Linked DNA regions of Oryzias latipes: region 2 is linked to region 1. The links are chromatin contacts, called in public Hi-C maps. All regions are on one chromosome and are shown on one strand. The core of a region is the stretch at or near the end of the contact, and the rest is flanking DNA. Distances in the headings are between cores, read along the strand shown. Region 1 overlaps cxadr (coxsackievirus and adenovirus receptor). Region 2 holds the start of cxadr (coxsackievirus and adenovirus receptor).

Region 1 (3,669 bases), core at 1,051-3,550:
ATAATCGGGCATTGATCCATCACCGTGTCAGGATCACCAGCATGGTTAGTGTACACAGGCAGTGGAGGGCGGCAGGCAGTAACAACTAACACCCATTGACGATTCTTCAGCTGCGAAGCAGGCGTTTCCCATCACTCTGCACTCTTAATTGGAACGGTAATTTGGCACAACTTAGATTAGTGCCGGCTTGCAAAGGAACTAATTGCACCCACATTAAGCATGGGGGGGAAATTGGCTCCAGATGTATGAAAAGCTAAACAAATGAGCACAAATACAGGAGCAGCAATGCAACAGAATGAGGGTAGGATGGGGAGGCTTGAGTCGGAGAGAAAAGGCGAGGTCACAAGCCTCAGAGTTCACTCCCACCTGCAGATGGCACACTGCCCGGATGTTGATGAATGACTGTCGTTAAGCTGTTGGGAAGTCACCTCACCTGCAGTAGGAGGTGAAACTGGACAGTTGACATAAGACCCACTGAAAATGGCGTTTTTTTTCTGATGATGGAAAAAGAAAATGAAGGTCAAAATTACATTTCTGATTGTTTTTTTATTTTAATCATTATGAATCAGGAGCGGTTGAAAAAAACAGGAGTTTGAAAAAGCTTACGGCAGGAAAACGGGTCACATTCTGATGCATCCACTTGCATGTGGCGAGATCCGTGTACGCCTCTGTTTTCCTCATCTGGGTCTAAACTGTACGGCTGGATGGCTCCAATATTGCTCGCCACTTTTGTTGCACCGCTAATGTTAGGTTGGGGGTGTGAGGGGCTGTCAGCTACCAGGAGAGAGCGTAAACCGACGGGCAATGGGAAGTGGGGGCGGGGTTGCTCTGTGACAACAGTCTCACCCACATCTCTGAGGTGAATTTCTAATGAACTCCTGCCACTCTGCAGAAACTATGTCCTTATTTTGGCCAAAAACAACAATCATAATGAAAACACTAATGGGAACACTTTGAAAATAGATTAAAACAAAGATCTGAGAGGAACTAGAACCAGTCAGGGGAGCTGGAGGATGAACTCCTGGAGAGTCCTGCTTTAGAAAAGATGTCAAACAAATGTGAGTTTTAATGAATTTTATTTCTGAAAAATACAACACAAAAACAAACAGTGAGGGTACCTCAAATTAAACCTTCATACAGTATTAGTGCGTTCTTTTTCAAAGCTGCTGTTAATATGGTTAATAGCATTTACAACATTGTCTTAGAGCTGAAAGGACAGTAACAGGATCAAACCATTTCCCAGCAGGAGGAGAATAAACTTCATTTCTACAGGAGGCCCATTGTTGCCTTCATGTTCGGCGTTTCTACATTCACGCTACACTCTCGCCTGCACCGCTGCTACAAACAGGAGACATGGCAGACACTGCCGTGACCTCCTGCAGGGCCTCATCCAGACTCAAGGAACACAGTACAGAAACGTTGACGCTCCTTCAGTGGCAGGAAAGGTCATTAGATCACTCTTCCATTTAAAATAAAGTACATCACTTATCAAAACGACACAACAAAACAACAAGCAGAACAGACAGAAGTTTTCAACCGTAAAGCATAAAGTGAAGCTGAAGTCTGAGGTGAGGAATCAGAGAGGAGAAACCGCTTCCTCAGCAGCTTCACTGTGCAATGATAATTATTGCTGTCTGAGACACTGATGGCCATGAAAAATGCTGCTACTGCATGGAGCAAACTGGCTGATTTGCCGAAACCAAACTCAAATGGAGCAACAAGGCACAAAAGAAGTGATTAAAATCCAGCTGAGCGGAGGTGAGATGAGGGAAGGTGAGTAAGGCTGAGAGTACGGACAAAATAAGGCAGAAATAACAGTTTGTCCATATTTGCTACTATAGCATTGAATGTAAGGTAGAGAAACGATCCATTTATCTGGGACAGGGACAAAAAACCAGAACAGCATACTGACCTTAAACTTCAAATGAGAAGAACAGTAAAGCGACTTGGCTGCACAGAAACAGGAAGCAGAATTCTGATGCCCAGCTCATTCATGGCAAACTGTGGGAACTCCATTAACGTCCTTCAACAAAACCTCCAATTAACATAAGCCTCGAAAGGTTTCATATGGAGCGCAGAGAAAAGATTAATCGAGATTATTTCCTGTAGTGCTTTAACAATTCCTCAGGATTTCCTGCGATAAATTCAGACTCCATGCTTTAGTGAGCAACTGCCTTGAGGCCGTTTGTTCTGGTGGTCACTGGGATTGGCGGCCTTTCAAACAGTCAAACTTGATCATGGCGGATTGCTCAGTGAACCCTGTTATCCAGCTGTCCAGGTTACTCACTAATATCCCCCACCCCCCCTGTCTAAACTTTCTGGGTGGAGCTAAGTGGGGGGTGGAGAGGACAGACATTGGTTTGGCCTCAGCTTGATCAAAAACAAAAATAATTGACTTAATCAGTTGGCCTCCAGGACAGAACCAGCCATTTAAGACCCTTTGTGTCCCCCCACCCACACCGACGCAGGCTGTGAATTTGAAACAGCAACAGTCCAGCCGACCTACAGGGGGTGTCTCTATTTCTGTGAGAGTAAATCCTACTTTGTTTTCCTGAGTTTTGTCTAAATGAGGGTTTGGATCTGAAGTCTGATCATCTTCTACATTATAAAAAACAGAGTCCGTAAAGCAGTAAAGGTTGGGGCGTACGTCAGATGATCGCACCGCTGACAAAAAGGAAAAACAACCAAAGGGATGGTCTTCAGAAAACAAAGTCCTAAACACGTTTAAAGTCTTCTACTCAAAAGCAGCTGCAGTTCTCTATGCACACGGTTGCAGAGTGCAGATGAGGGCCTGGCTTTGTTCAGAACAAACAGCATATCTACAAGAGACATCTACATAAAAAAGCATGCATTTGCTTATATACAATATAGCTGGTTTATCAACATTTCACTTTGTGTCAACTCGAATTCATTGTAAATTGAGAAACTCCTGACATAAAATGCATAAAATTCATTTTCCTCCCCCCCCCTCCAAGGTATTTATTTGAATTTCATAAAAAGTTATTGATCTATGATGTAATTCAATGAGATGGAGTCTCTAGTCAACACAGCAGAGTAAGGTCTTCATAGGAGGTTGGTACTTCATTTGTAGCTCCTAAGAAGCAGAGAGAGACGGCTCAGCGCTTCTCCATCTTCATTTGTCTGTGTCCTCCTTCAAGCCCCCCCCCCCCTAATCCAGGGTCCCTCACCCAAAAGACGGCATGCTAGACAATTGAGCCATCTCTGGTTTGGGCCGGGATCATGACAGGGACGCCGCCCATGCGGCTGATGTTAGCCCCAGCCATCCTGGTTACTGTGGGTGGGGGAGCAGGGTTGTGGCTTGGAGGCCTCTCGAACTCCTCTGATAAGGGAACCTTGTCGTACTGGGACTTTATGTGGAACTCTGAGATGTTGGAGGGCGACATGGATCCAAGAGAGGAGCACTTGCTGTTGGCGGTGAGGCTGCGTGCCATCGAAATGCGACTTGAAGGAGGGGGCACGTCCTCTCTGAGAAGGACAGACAGACAGAACTTTAGCATGGAAGGTCATTCTGGTATCTAATGAAACGTCTTCATAGAAATGAGCAACATCACAAACTGCTGCGTTAACCCTTTAACCTCCTCGCGGGGTTTCAGACCAAATGTAGGTGGGGCTAACATTCCTCACTATTCATTTTGTAAACTGACCCAA
Region 2 (3,660 bases), core at 873-3,372, 35 kb after region 1:
GCTCCGAGTTGCTCTGAGTCATGGCGACAGTAGTTGCTATAGATACGATGACTCAGAGCGAATCGGACCAATCACTGTCGACTGGTTTCAACATGGCGGCGCCCATATCGGTAAGCAACAGTACTTCCTATTGGGGAACATGAGAAGGGAGAAGCTGTCCATTGTATTTACAGTCAATAGAAACAAAGAAAAACAACCAGGACACCGGATGATGAGGTTTCATAATAAGGACGATGTTGGACATGAAATTAGGAGATGTTTGTTGTATGATTTTGTAAAATTCTGCTGGAACGTAGTATTCATTAATTTGATCAAAGCTTTCCCATAAAAAAGAAGCAAATACTTTGGGAAAAACCTCTCAACATTATGATTCAACAAGTTAAGGGGCAGCAGGAGAAAATATCTATTTTATTGTAATAGGAGCTTTCAAACTCTCTCCGATCAGACAATGTCACCAGAAAAGAACAGGGAGAAAACAATGGACTTCCAAAAAAGAGAAGTGCTCAACAAGTCAAATTCATTCAATCCTCCACACAAAGCAGCCAAACAAGAAAAATGGAGCAGAAGTACTTGCTATTCTGGCATTAATTACTTTACTATTAAAGAAAGGTTTGAACACTGATGTGTTCCTCAGTTGAAAGAATGCTGGCAGTCACTGTTCCTGTGTGCTGAAGTGGAACTGCACTCCAAAAACTAGACCACTGTGCTATTAAAATGCTAATGAGCTGTGTGGCCCACAACACTGAGAATGATGAGACAAAAAGAAAGATAAAGCACACAACAGATATCACACTCAACAAGATCAACATCTACATGCAGAGATGTCCTCAAGCAGTCAGTCCAGACACACTTATTTATGGACAAATGGGCTTTATCTTCCTCCTTAAAACCTGGGAAAATGTGTTATCAACCATCGCCGACCGTCACTGTAAACCAGAGCCATATTTTTACAGCTTAAGTTTCATGACTATTATTCAGAGTGGGAGGAGTGACCTTGGAGTTTCAGTCTAAATTCCAGTGCAGAGCGGACACACCCTTCCTCTACATAATTCAATTATATCTCAAACACATTTAGTCCAAGCTGAGGAAAACAAACCAGAAAATCCAATTACAAACTCACTTCTTTTCTATTGCCGTTTAAAAATCACAAGATTTGAACAAACTGGAGCGTACCACTTGACTTGGTCGAGACCATTCATATTAATTAAAAAAAAATTAGTACAAACTAAAAGTAAAGCCCCAAAAGCCTTAAAGTGTTTTATTAGAGAGTCTGCTTCCAAACGGAGGAGCTTAAACTGTAAGCAGATGAGAAGAAAAGTCAGAACTTTGAAGCCAAGAAGCTACAGGTTTAAGAGCAGGTCAATCCATTGTTCTACCGCCGCTCGATACGCTATTTTCCGACGCTGAGAGCCTGTTCCTGAAGGCTCCTGGAGCTTTAAAGGATGCCGAACCGCAACCGGGGACGGTGTGAAAGTCCACCGGGGGAGCGAACCAAACCCTTCTCGCTCCCTTATCGAATACATGTTCATTCAGATTAATAACGAAATGAACGGTTCGGTTTCTTAAAGAGGTGGAAAACATTTGGAGTAGTTTAATGAGGATGAAAACCTGGGGCTCAAGTTGCCTCAACTTAGTTTGTGGCCGCTTCGATCCACAACCGTACGACGACTCTGTTGTTTTTGCTAGCCAAAACTGACCTAGGATTAAACTTCCCCTTTAGAGACATTTCTACAATATTACAGAATGATTTTATTAGATTATAGCAAAGATGTACCTTATTTTGTTACGAGTGATGTAAAAACAACCCAAAGTTCTACGTGTTTTTAACAAAAGGAACGACGAGACGTGAGCGGCTAACGCGATGATACCGCACTGACCGTCACCGTTTGACTGAAAAATTCATCAAGTCCGCCGTTGGAAACTTACCTGCCAGCAGGCTCAGCTGTAACACGCACAGACACAGGGTCGAAGGCGCCATCTCTGCGGAATTTATGTCGGCAACACTTTCCAAAACTTCTACGGAGGAACTTGTGGAAAACACCAGCACGGACGCGAGCCCAGAAGCATCCAAACTGCACTCCTCCTCCAGCCGCTCTTCTTGCAGGTGCACAGCGGAGCGCCCGAGGCGGTCACGTGACACACGGCCTGGTAATAGACGGACGGACGCCCCCTGCTGGTGAGAGCGGACACATTATCAATCAGATCAAATTACTTTCTATCATAAATAAATGACAAATAACGCGTTTTTGACGTATTTTATTCATTTGTTTAGCCTTAAGAAAGAAAATACGGCCTTGTTTTTCCATCACCAGTGAACATTTAGACTATTGAAATGAGACTCATAATAGTACACCATTGTTTTAATTATGGGTAGGACGAATCCACATTTTTTTCTGAGAAGACTCTCTTGAGGATTTTCCATGAATCTGAGGTGTCATCAGTTATCTCCTCTACAGAGATTTGCCGCTCAGCAGCTTCCTATGAGAATAAAGTCATGCTTGCTTTGCTAAATTCTTTAAATGCTGCAGTCAAACTGCAAAAAGGGATTTTTGTATTATTGTCGTGTTTACTGCTGTTAGTACAGCAGTGTAGCCACGGTCACTTTATATTGAGTTACATGACCTTTAGAGGCAATCAAACCATTTCTGTGACTGTCAGACAGAGACTTCTGCACCTGTTACCAGGTATTTTTGGTCCACTCCAGCTGTCTCAAGATGGAAGGAGGCCTCTTCCAGACGGCATGTTTCAGCTTCCTTCGCAGATGTTCTGCAGGTTTTAGATGAGGAACGCCACCTAAGTAACAAATCCCTCATGGTTTGCCTTCAGCTATTCTTAGGTGATTTAACTGTGAGTGCTCTAAGTCCTGTGTTGGTACTTTATTTAAAAGTAAGAACATTTCACTCCAGAGAGCCATGATAATATTTCAGGACACGTATAACTAGATGCAGGATGGAGCCCTGACCATGACTAGGCTTCCTCCATGTTTCCCTGTAAGGGTTGTCCAAACTCTTTGCAAAGAAAGCCGTTTGGCCTGCATTCTTCAAACCCTTATAAGGAAAGGCAAATGACCTTTTTAATGAAAATATTTTGGAAATTGGAAAACTTTGCATTTATAACCGAATGATATCTAAATAATTTTTTTTTACCAAACTTACTGTGAATCTCATATTTGTGCAGATTTCTCCACAGTATTCAAATTTTCTGGAATCCTGTTTTTGTGGGTTTCATGAGCTGGAACCACAAATAAATGCTTAAAACCAATGAAACAGAGGGCCCTGAATCTGGATTCAATGAAGGAAGAATGTTTTGGATGGAATTATGGAAATGAATACACTTTTCCATGATATTTTTTGGAAAGGGTCTGTGGTCTTTACACTGAATCTCTTTTTGTGGTCCATTCTCAGCGTGTCGCACAACACGCCATCAATTTTGTCTGCAAATGTACCAGAAAACCATTTGATGGCTGGTCTTGAATTCTGATTCATAGAAGTTCTGTTTAAACGACACCTGGTGGTGTAAAAGAGCAGAGCTGTCGATCATTTGAGATTTTTAGTCATTGATGTGAACAGTTACAACTTTATTTCTTTTATTTCCTAAAAAAATGATGTAATTTTTATCAGATAAATAATCAACATTCATCTTTCGCTGCTAAATGTTTGA

Evidence for each region. A called contact is a pair of places that touch in the nucleus more often than the background predicts.
Region 2: a Hi-C map of embryo shows a contact between it and region 1, with 1.9 times the contacts expected there. The contact joins the promoter of cxadr here to the enhancer-like site in region 1. A contact is called at or near these places in 4 of 5 Hi-C or Micro-C datasets (embryo, fibroblasts and gastrula embryo).

The regions. Positions count from the first base shown.
Region 1 is chr14:22,581,846-22,585,514 of ASM223467v1, forward strand. cxadr (coxsackievirus and adenovirus receptor) reads right to left here. Exons shown (of 7, transcript XM_004076636.4): 7 at 1,060-3,486. The coding sequence ends at 3,204. Among protein-coding and RNA genes, the nearest start is that of cxadr, 36 kb to the right of the region's middle. Within about 2 kb of position 2,301, at least 2 of the 8 cell types and tissues checked have an H3K27ac peak or open chromatin away from gene starts, as enhancers often do. A contact at or near this core is called in embryo, where this site is marked.
Region 2 is chr14:22,617,180-22,620,839 of ASM223467v1, forward strand. cxadr (coxsackievirus and adenovirus receptor) reads right to left here and starts at 2,123. Exons shown (of 7, transcript XM_004076636.4): 1 at 1,927-2,123. The coding sequence starts at 1,978. It overlaps btg3 (protein BTG3), which reads right to left. Exons shown (of 5, transcript XM_004076637.4): 5 at 3,557-3,660.